Linked DNA regions of Rattus norvegicus: region 1 is linked to region 2. A link is a contact called in public HiChIP or PLAC-seq data. All regions are on one chromosome and are shown on one strand. The core of a region is the stretch at or near the end of the contact, and the rest is flanking DNA. Distances in the headings are between cores, read along the strand shown.

Evidence for each region. HiChIP or PLAC-seq counts read pairs in DNA pulled down with a chosen protein or histone mark.
Region 1: a contact with region 2 is called in an H3K27ac HiChIP or PLAC-seq map of oligodendrocytes, with 4 times the contacts expected there. The contact joins two enhancer-like sites. A contact is called at or near these places in 7 of 12 Hi-C or Micro-C datasets (the A7r5 cell line, the Rat2 cell line, frontal cortex and 2 more) and 1 of 1 datasets of contacts at active chromatin or transcription factors (oligodendrocytes).

Annotation. Positions count from the first base shown.
Region 1 is chr18:61,031,715-61,037,268 of GRCr8, reverse strand. It overlaps the pseudogene LOC134482951 and the pseudogene LOC120098375. Among named protein-coding and RNA genes, the nearest start is that of Mir3591, 5.6 kb to the right of the region's middle. Within about 2 kb of position 3,443, at least 49 of the 93 cell types and tissues checked have an H3K27ac peak or open chromatin away from gene starts, as enhancers often do.
Region 2 is chr18:60,987,308-60,993,289 of GRCr8, reverse strand. It overlaps Nedd4l (NEDD4 like E3 ubiquitin protein ligase), which reads right to left. Exons shown (of 31, transcript NM_001401320.1): 28 at 5,736-5,843; 29 at 4,719-4,815; 30 at 4,153-4,225; 31 at 1-1,386. The coding sequence ends at 1,284. Among named protein-coding and RNA genes, the nearest start is that of Mir122, 39 kb to the left of the region's middle. Within about 2 kb of position 2,854, at least 28 of the 93 cell types and tissues checked have an H3K27ac peak or open chromatin away from gene starts, as enhancers often do.

The DNA of each region.
Region 1 (5,554 bases), core at 2,194-4,693, 43 kb before region 2:
TTCTGCTTTAAAACAAGATAGGAAGAAAAGGCACCAGTGAGATCAAACTTTGAAGGCATTTTACCCAGCTCCATAGAGAAATTAAAATTCTTTTTGTTGTCATGCTGAGAAATCAAACTCAGGGTGTCAGATATGCTAAGCAAGCGCTTGGCCACTCAGCTACATACCTGGCTTGTGAAATCAAAAGTCTCTGTGTGCTACCATAGGGCAGGCAAGTATAGGGAACAGGTTTGCAGCATGGGATCCTGTTTATTTTAAGCTACATGCATAACTCTTCTCTTTCTTTCTTTCCCTCTTTCTTTCTTTCTTTCTTTCTTGCTTGCTTGCTTGCTTACTTCTTTCTTTCTTCATCTTTTCTTTTATTTACTTTTATTGGTTCTTTGTAAATTTCACATCATGCACCCAGTTCCTCTCATTTCCCCATCCCCTCATATCTACCCTTTGCCCTTGCAACCTCCTCCTACACACACACACACACACACACACACCACCACCACCACCACCACCACCACTGCCATTACTATAACTACCACCACCAACAACAACAACAAGCAAAACATAGAAAATATCTTGTTGTGGAAGCTGTAGTGTGTCAGTGTGTCACAGTATGTCCCTCTGTCCACACATCTTCCCTTCCAAATGTTCATTACAATGAGTCATTGGCCTGGTTCAACATCTCTGGCTTCTGAGACACCATCAGTATTGGATCCTCGTTGGGACTCCTCCCATGGAGTTACCCTGTTGCTGTCCTGTGTCATGGAGATCCTGCAGCTTTGGAAGAGCAACACAGCCCCTTTCACACATCCCAGCCATTCACAGATAACATAGATTTGGGGGTGAGCCAATTCAGAGCCCTGGATCTGGGTCTGGGTGGTAGCTGTGCTGGTAAGTCAGTTGGCTCTCCCTTATCCACACCACCAGGGCAAGCTCTCCAGCACTGCTCTGTCTAAGCTACCCAATACCACCACTGGCAGGAGGCTGGGCCAGCTCTCCCACTCTCCCACCCTCAGGGCTTTGCCTTTGCCATCAGGGCCAGCTCCAGGTAAGGTGCAGGGCCTGTTCTCCCAAGTGCTGCAGCCAGCGCAGGGAGGGGTAGGGTCAGCTCTCATGACCCCAGGGTCAATTTTCCCGACTATCAGATAGCAAGGGGCATGAGTGGGGAAAGGGGTAGCAGATAGCAAGGTGCAGGGCTTCTCTCCTAAGTGCTGCTGCTCTCCTAAGCGAGCTGGTGAGAGATAGGACAGCTCTCCAGAGAACTGTATACAGTGAGGGGCCCTTGGATGTCCACATGGTCCCATACAGCTTCAACAACCAGGGACAGCCCCATGTTGTATAATCATAATATGGGCCATAGACATGGAGACCATAGCCGTGAGTCTCTCTCCATAATGTTCAAGCTGCTTCACCTCCCTTTCTCTCCCATCTGACTATCACACACTGTGGTGGCCCCAGATGCAGGCTGGTCATGCAGCTGACAGTCCCCTGGGTGACATCCTCCATCCATGCTGTGTGGTGGCAAGCGGGTGTCAATGGCCCGCCTGCTGCCGTGTGCTGGAGGGCGGATCTGTGGGTGACATGGTGGTCTGCCGTTCTCTGTCTTCCTCCTCCTGTACTGTGCTGTGCCACCTGGATTTATCTGATTTTTTTTTTATGAGTCTCAGGCATAACACAGCTGTGGCCACCAAGCCAGGCACCAAACTAGGATGCCATCTGCTCTGCCCCTGACTGACAGAAGAACAACACCATTAACAAGGTATTGCTTTGTCCATTGCTGGGAGAGGTTGGGGGTCTAGGGCTGGAGGAGGTGTGGGGCGATGGAATGAAAGGGTGGAGGGAATAGCCCTTTTCTAATACTGGGCTTGACCCTGAGACTCATACCTCTTTCTCATACTACTACTACTACTACTACTACTACTACTACTACTACTACTAGTACTACTACTACTACTACTAGTACTACTACTACTACTACTACTCCACCACACACACTACACACACACAAACACACACACACACACACACACACACACCCCAGTCCTAAGTCATTTGCATAATAGAACCAAATTCCTTTTTTAAATTAAATAAACTCTTTTCTGTGGGAGTACAGCTGCATTTTAAGAGAGAAATTTCCTACCCCCTCCTATGCTCCCCATAAATTCCAGAGTTATACTTCAGTGGTTTTCTTGGAGGAATCCTAGGGAATGCTTTAGAAACCTGAAGGTAATTTAACTTCTACCAAAGTGAAAACTGAGGTTTCCCTGGCTATGGTCCCTGAATGACTTGGAGAGCAACAGAAGGGCTGGACGCCCTACTCTTGTCTTACCTACCCCCATACGTCTCATGTAATCCAAGATGGCCTTGAACCCCTTATGAAGTCAAAGATGACCTTGAGTTTGAAATCCTCCCATCTCTACGCCCAAACACTGGGCTTGCAGGCATATGCACAGTGCTGGGAGTCGGTCGGGCTTTGGGCACCATGGACAAGCACTAGCAACAGCTGCATCCCAACTCTTACTCTTGCCTTAGTCTCACTTGCTACAGATGCTATCCCCCTCCTTAAGTCCAGGGGCGTCACACTCACTTCCACACTCACTTCCAAGGTCCTACTGCCCTGTCTGTGACCTCACTAGAGGACCACAAGCAGACCCTAAAAGATCGTCTCCTCTTCAGATGATCAGTGGCCAGCAATTGCAGTGCTGTCAGGTAGCAAGTAGGATCACGTAGTTGAGTGACAGTCGAGTCAATGAGTAAGGGGGGTCAATATCAGATTTTGCCTGCTCATCGGTACGCCCTCTGTAGCATCCCAAGGACGCATTAAATTTATGCCACAATAAGCTTCCTTCAGAGTGCACATAGCAGTTCTGCTTTCTCTGTTAAATTGAGTCACCAGCGGCCAGCTCTGTGAGCTCCTGTGTCTGGCTCCTTTCCTTTTTAAGCACAAAGCAGAGAAGGAAATTCAATACCGAAGAGAAGAAAGCAGATGTCCCCACCTGTCTACTGGTGGTGTCTACTGTGGGTTTGCTCTAATGGCCGTCTGCAGGGCAGGTAGTGAGGTGTTCATCTAGGGACTTAGCTGTAGGCTTTTGGTGGCTGGAAAGAGGCAGTCAGGAAGGAGAGAAACCTAGTGACCTGATTCCGTAAGTGCCTCGTCAACCCAGGCAGCTCACATCCTGCCAAGCTCTTCTGGGAAATTAAAATTCTTCTCGTGTCACTGAAAAACATACAGCCTCGTCTTCCAACCCCTGAGCAGATCCTCAGCAGTTCATTAAGCTGGCAAATCGCAGAGTAAAAGCAGCAGGGTCAGATGATGTGACATCAGAGCCCCGAACAATGGCCTGTTAGCTTCTGAATCTTTAAAGTGAACAAGGAGGAAGCTCTCCCAACACCAACAAAGTCAGATCATGACATCAAAGACTTGAGATCTCTTTCTCTGGGGAGAAATAAAGGATCTAATTCACAGCCCTTGGCTCCCTGTCTGTGCCTCTGGGTTGGCACCAACCACAGTGAGGAATGGATGTGTTTAGGCGTCCATCCAATTACTAAATGGGAAAGGCTGGAGAAAGGACTCAGTCTTGTTCTTTATAGCCCCAGAGTCCAGTACAATACCTACTGCATAGTAACTACAGAAACCATGCTGATGAAGCTAAGGAGCGGGCATGTTTTTAAAGCTGCTATAAATGCTAGAATCCTCGGTTTCAAGTTCCCCATCAGAACAAAGAGTGAACTGGTTTCTAATTCTAGCCTTCCTTTATCTCCTCTGAGAAGGATGCAAATGTAAGTTTTACATGTTTTTAAAAGGTCCAGAGGAGCGTCTGCAGGAGCCACTGTCGAATGGTGGCTCCCTTGGAGCCAGATGAAAGCAGGACAGACGCTGAGTGGTGATTGACATGTCTACTGAACACACAGTGCAAAGAAGGAAAGACGGACTAAAGAAAGACCTCGCTAGTGCGACCCGCAAAGATTCAAGTAGCCTGTTTGCTGAGAAGAAAGCTGGTTGGTGTGGCTGTTTGAATCCTCCGTTGTCTCCCCAGGTTGAGAGTGATTTTAAGTAACACATGTCTAAGTGGACCCTTTCATCTTGCAAACAGCACTTGGAGTCAGCCAGTATGCATCCCTAGGAATGGTTGCCTGGAAACTGCTGGTCATAGCTTTCTTGGGATAGGGGAGGAGGTGAAAGTGGATCCTGGGGAAGTATGCTATCACCAGAGATCTGAGGCAGCAGGACTGTATAAACAGTGTCTTTAAAGTGGGAGGTGTCAGGGCTGGGGAGATGGCTCAGTCAGTCTAGAACTTGCTTCACAAGCATGAGGACCTGAGTTTGACCCCCCAGGACACACATTTAGAACAGTGAACACAGTACAATCCCATGTTGGATTATGGAACTTGCTGGCCATCCAGGCTAGCTAAATTCTAGGTTTGAGGTTCAGTGAGAGACCCTGTATCATAAAAACAAGGTGGAAAGCAACCAGGGAACATGCACACATGCACACACATGGGCACACACACAGAGACACAAAGTAGACACATGAATGTTTCTGCCTTCTGTATGTGCCCCTTGGAAACCTACGGAAAGAACAGGTCTTTTATTTTGAATGAGGAATGATGTAGGCAGTAATCATAATACGCCATTTAATGAGCCACAGTAGTAGAAGAGAACACAGAAAGCCCTTCTTTATGTTCCTGGGTTAATTCCAGCTAATTAGGGCCTCAGCATGATGGAACAGAACAGACATCGCCCTCAAATCTGAGAATAATTTGGAGCCAGAAGACTCTGCATCTTACTTCAGTGAGGAGGTCTCTAAGATGGCTGCTCCAGGTCTGGGCACTTTAACTACCTCATAAATGTTCCTTTTCTTTCGTTTTCTTCAACAAGAGTGTTCTGGAATATTTGACTTCCTCTGTACTGTGAACCTTCATGGGGATTGTTGCACACCCATCCTCTGTCGGGCTTTCCCTTCAGTGTTTACCAGAGACAGACCCGAGGAGAGCTGAGGATGCTAATTAACTCAGTTTCAACAAGGACTCAGCCACGAAACCCAGGCTTTTGTGGAGGAACCATATTGAGGACGGCTAAAGAGCAGGACTCTCGATTTATAAGATCCATAATGTATTGTGGTTGAATGGGCAGATGACACCAGAAGCACCATTCTCAGCCTGCCATCTATGGGAGGGGACCAAACCTGGGCCACCTTTGCCCTGTGTTGCAAAGGTCCAATAAAACCATGTGCCTGGGGAGTGATTCCTATGATGGCAAAGGTCACTACTTGCTCGGGTCATGCTATCTCCATAAAAAGACACACAAGAAAGATTGCCAAGATATTCATTCTTTTGGGGGAGGGGTGTTTGATCTCCTCTTGACAGTTGACTTGCCAGGAAAAAAAGAAACTGTTGGGGGAAACACATTGAGAAGGTAGAAATCTACTTCGTGAGTTGTTTTTTTTTTTTTTCCTTTATACAAAGCTACTCATGGTCTTAAAGCCTTTGCAGTGCATCCTGGATGTGTGGGATGTACTTCCGGGGTGCTCTCTAACGAGGAACTTAGAATCCATTGGCA
Region 2 (5,982 bases), core at 1,605-4,104:
GAGCATGCAGAGTAGGTCATAGGTCACACAACTCAGTTAAGTGTACAGTAGGTAAAACCTTGTTGTTGAGTAGAAATTACAGAACAGTCGGAGAAGATCGGTGCAGAGGCTGGGCGTCACATCTGGGCTCATATGTATACTCGAGGCCAAGTTCACGACTGATAGATCTGCACCGGACAGATGTGTGCAGGGAGGAAGGAACAATCGCCACGCGTGATATCCGTGAGAACAAAATGAAAACAAAACCGGATGTGACCTCCGTAAAGTGCCTTCAGAAGGGACGAGGATACAGCAAAGAAGGGTTATTTGATTATTGTTTAGCAATCATCAGAGACAGAAGATCAGTGATTCTGGTTTCCTTGGTTTTGAATGGAGCAATGCCATTGGAAATGTCTCTATGAACACCAAAGAGAAAAGAGAGTTCAGAGGAGGCTGTACAGCGACAGGAAACTGTAATGGTTTCTGATGCAAGATGACAGTCCAGTCCTGTCTTTAAATGCATGATGGCACACGTCAGAACTTCTAAGGGACAGTGGGGTCATTCCTCTCAAGTTAACACAAAGATATCATGCTATGTTACAATTCTTCCAGCCTGGACCTAGTCTCTAAATTTGTACAAAAAAAAAAAAGGTAATATCCAGTTTATTTTCAATCTGAGTATGGAAAAAATATTATGCTCAATGTTATAGTTGAAGTTCTTTCAAAGTATTTGTCTGTAGAAGGCTTTTGGAGAAAAATTAGTCTTCCAATTCTAACAAAGTGGAGGCTGGGAGTGTCAAAGTACTTCAAAAATAAAAAAAAAATGTCACCAACATTAAGCTTGATATGAAATTCAAATACAAAAAAAATATGCTCACTTTTCCAAGTACATGAGACATCTTTAATTGTAATGAAATAAAATCTGAAAATCAGTCTAAATCATTTTTAAAAAGTAAACATGAGTTGTAATACTATACCTGGAGCGTGATTAATTCCATTCACTGTCATTAGAGAGTATGCAAAATATTTATTAAGGGCTTTGCCTGCAGAGGCACAACATAAATAGAACAAGTCCTCCTGTAATCAGTGTACACATCAACCAGTTGAGTTATCGGCGGTGAGGGGGCGGCACTTGAGCGGGGCTGGGTTCCCTGGCGGAACTCGGGCAGGGCCCGGACAAGCTGGGCTCCAGAGCCAGGCCAGGCAACTGCTTCTGCCACGGGCTCTGCAAAAGTCTGCTAGGCAAATGCAAAAGTGCACGCGGACCTTGCTGGAAGGGCGGTGCCCTGACGCCGAGGCCTTCCTTAATCCACACCTTCGAAGCCTTGAGCATTCTCCACGGCCATGAGAAGCTTCTCCCGTAGATCTTCAAAGGTTTCATACGGAGGTAAATCAAGGCGGTTAAAGCTGCCAAAGGGATGGAAAGTAGAGGTGAGCGGCCGCCATTCTCCTGGCCCAAGCAGTACATAGAACCATATATATACATATGTATGTATATGTGTGTATATGTGTGTGTATGTGTGTGTGTGTGTGTGTGTGTGTGTGTGTGTGTGTGTCCCAGTTTTGGCTAATAGGCATTGGCTGTTTGAGTGAGGGAATTAAAAAGACAGTCGTGCTTTTATCATCCAAAGCCACCTTCGAGCTATGAAACTGCTGACGCCATACAATCAACAGGGAAAAGGAATGAATCTTCCAACTGTCCAGGACTCTCTGCTGACAGGGAGAGTCAAAGAGAAGACAAGCACCAACATCTATGGACAAAAATGTGGGCTGGTGAGGCAGCCCAGCAAGTCCAGCTGCTTGCAGGCTGGAGTCTTAGTTCAATGACCGGAAGCCACAAGAGGGTGGAAGGAGAGAGCTGACTGCAGTTGCCCTCTGACCACACTGGTGGCACGCACCCCCCATCCTACACAACACACACGCTCACACACACATACACACACACACACACACACATACACACATACACACACACACACACACACACGCACGCCCGCACACAGACACACAGACACACACACACACACACACACACACACACACACACACACACACACACACAGTGTTATAACAAAAAAAAAAGAAAAATAACAACAACAAAAGACAAACAAACAAACAAACAAACAAAAAGCCCCTCGTTTTAAAAGAAAAGAAAATGCACGGAGCACGAGGCATGCACACCTCAGGAATGAAGGATGGACAGACTACTACTCACACTATCCATGCCTGAACCAACTGCTGTAGGTGTGAAGCAGGTAAGGTTATATATGTATATATCCCACCCCCAATCACGCATACATGCACATCCTTAAGCAAGAAGGTAAAGCCAGGATGGGCCCCATTCCTAGGAGGGTTGCAGACCCTGTCCTGGGCTCCAGAAAACTGAACCACATCTGCTATCCAGTTGCCTCCCAGTGAGGTTCAGAGAGAGAGGGCGGGGGGAGGGGAGGGGAGGGGGGAAGAGAAGGGAGGGGAGGGAGGAGAGGGGAGGGCTGCATTCTTTAAAAGCTCCATAGCAACAGGGCTTCAGCTGGGGCAGGGAGGATCTAGCTCACCCTTCAAGGGTGAGGTCTTTGAATACAGGGATAGCCTCAGCAAGAAATCAAGGCTGCTTGTTTGCGGGCAAGTTCAAATTCTGCCTTTTCGACCTGTGATTTTGGGCATGTCATCTCAGTTCTCTGACTCTGTCCGCTCAAGTGCAAAAAGAGGAGAGACTGTTCCCAGGGGTACGGGAGGGCTGGATCAGAATATATTCAGAAGGGGCTGGGAGCCGAGTGCCCAAAAGATGCCAAGTAAGGCGACTCAGCCCTGTTGAGTAGCTCTCTCTTACCCAGCTCAAGAGCATTTAAAAAGGGTGGTCAGTTAGCCCTGGAAGGAAGCTGTCTGAAATTCTGCAGACTTCCTTCCCTAGAATAAAGGCTGAGAACTGTAGACAGCACCCGCTCTGAATGGCCAATTTCTGCAATAGCGTGCCTGTCGGTAAGGACCACACAGGCGGTGGCTTGGCCATTCCGCACAGTGACAGATGGTCCTTCTGGAGAGGTAAGGGCACCCACAGCAGTCTGCTCCCCCACTGACCGTTTTGGAAGGATTGTGCAGGCATCGCGGGGGAGAAAGGGTGCCCATGCCAGCTCAGCATGGGCTTTTAAACCTCGTGCTGAGAAAGGCAGGCCGCATCAAGAAGGAAGCAAAAGCCTATGCAGAGACACGGGCCAGAAGGAGCTTGCTGAATGCTGCTATAAAATCTACTAGGCTGTGTCTGTCCCTGTCCTGGGTGTCGTGTGACCCTCCTCAAGCCGGTTCCTGGGGCTTCCTCCTCCCTCTCCAGTCAGAGAGAGCTGATGGTGCCACAGCCCCCAGGTCACTCAGACCATTTGAATTGATGCCGCTATGGGGAATTTTGTTCTTAGTTTTATTAAAAAAAAAAAAAACAAAACAAAAAACCATTTGTTTACTGTACGCATGTGTGCACACCACAGCACACATCTGGTGGGAAGACAGTTGGCAGGAGTTGGTTCTCTCTTTCCACCATGTGGGTCCCACGGAGCTAACTGAGGTTGTAAAGCTCGATGGTGAGAGCCTTCACCTGGAGAACCATCACTGTCTCTTATCCTTATTTTGAAACAACCAGTTAAAAATGGGAGTAAAAAAACCCCAAATGTATGAGAGGTAGGGGACTGTTGTACTCAGAGACGGTGAGCAAGGAAGTCTCCGCTCTAAAATAGATGGGAAGACGGTTTAGGGGGAGTCCTGGGAGCACAGAGACTTAAACCCTTCAACCTGCAAGGACACTGGGCCCATCCAAGTCACGGCTTACACTTGGCTATCCTTCCTGGTAAGAGGTCACCTTACACAGTTGTTCTTCTGCACTGGAAGCTATTGGTGGGCAGAACTCAGTGTTCTATGCTCCCACGACAGCTTCACCCAGCTGGCACCTGAGATCAGCCAGCCTTAGATTCATTTTTATGTGTATGCATGCTCTGCTTACATGTATGTGTGCCACATGTGTACCTGGTGCCCTGTGGAAGTCAAATCTCCTGGACCTGGAGTTACACATGGCTGTGAGACATCATGTAGGGGCTGTGAGTCAAACCCTAGTCCTCTGCAAAGAGCATCGAATGCTCTGCACCATCGAGCCATCTCTCCAGCCCTCACAAGGATTTTGTTACTTACCATGTATGAGCTCTGGGCAGTTTTTCAGGACTACCCCATTGCTCTATTGTAAACAGCTGAGGACCATTGGAACCTGGGCAAAAAAAGGAAGAAGGTGCATCAACAGGCTTGAAGCAGTGGGACAAAGTTGTGGTGGGACTTAGGGAAAAGGGGAAGGGTTCTCAAGAGTGCGGTCTGCCCGGGTGAGTCCTGTGGGAAATCCCTGGTCTCTACCTCAGGGGAAAGTAACACAATGTGAGCTTTGACTCACAGAACGGAAAGAGCCCTGCAGGCTGGAGGTGGGCGCTTTCAACCGTAAGGGTGATTCTGAAAACATCTGCTTTTATAAGCGGAACCAAAAAACCTGAACTATGGGGGAAGGGGAGGGAAGACGAGAGGAGGTCTCTGTACAAAAAAGCGAACACGGCCTCAGTCCTTGCTGGCTGAAGCCCTCTGTTCCACAACTCCATGGGTCCCTGTGGAGCTAACACAGGTACATCTGGTCTGGAATGGGACCAAGATGGCTGGATGTTGCTTGCCTGGGTCCTCACAGGAGGACAGGAGATTCTGGGGCACGCCATACTCACCATAAAGTTCGGCAAATCCATTCATGGGTACTCTGGAGGTGCCTGTGACAAACTGTAGTAACCGGATCCGCTTCTCAGCATCCATCAGCAGCACGGCCTGTTAGAGGCAGAAGGTCACTGTCACCTCACACACCTCACCACACATTGTAACAGCGCCACAGAATCGCCTTTACCATGACTCTGCCTCCCCCCTTTTAACAGTTGCTATAAACCCCAGCCTCTCTAATCTTAGAATTGCTGGGTCCCTTTTTCCTTTTGCCAGCAGACCATAATAAATAATATAAAAAGAAAACCCTTCGATGGGCTCAAGCTCAGGTTTCTGGGTTTGAGATCTGGGGTCTCCCTGAAGCCAGTTCTAACCAGGCAGTGTTCCAGACTTATCTAAACAAGGGGAAGCCAGGTGGTGACACAGAGCCACAGAAAATTCCCTAACGCCATTTTACAAATAGAAGGAAACCAGAGTCAAAAATGGGCCTGTGAACTAATGACATATACCTTTATTCCCAACACTTGGGAGGCAGAGGCAGGTGACTCTCTATTTTGAGGCTAGCCTAGGCTATATAGTGAGACCCTGTCTATAAAAAAGAAAAGGGCATATGTTACCATGCAGGGCTGATTTCCTTTTTGTGCATGTAAATAAACTATTAATTAAAATAAATTTTTTTGTGGGAGAGGAATTAGCTGTTTTTTGGTTTTTTTTTTTTTTAAATGTTTGGTTTACTGTCTTGGTTAAAGCTTTCCTGAGCCCAACAGAATAGGAACATTGGCCCTGAGATGGTCAAATTTAATTTGCATCTTTGGTTGTAAGATATAAAAATCAAGATGGCTATTGGAGAAAAAAAAATGAGAAAATGATTTCTTCACAGGGATGAGCCAGCTCAAAAGCATCCCCATGCAGGAGGACGATCCTGCTCTGAGCTCTCCAGCGGGCACCTGACACAGCGCTTAGGACTTCTGCCCTGACTGGGAGGAAGAGCCTGAAGCCAAGAGAGGCTGGGCCTAGAGAGCTGGCGTTACCTTCCAGAACCACTGGATGACAGGGTGGTTGGGGCAGTAGCCGTTCTTGTAAATGGAGTGCTGTCTCCAATCATTCACGTCCACATCACCAAGGCCGCACATCAGCAACTGGGAAGGAAATTGATCAGATGTAAACCGGGTGGGACACGCAGGTTGAGAGCTCTCCCTTCACGCCGCCCTGTCACAGGCAACACATCTCCTTGGTGTTTCTATTGCTAGGCCCTCCCCACCCCCCAGATCAGAGACA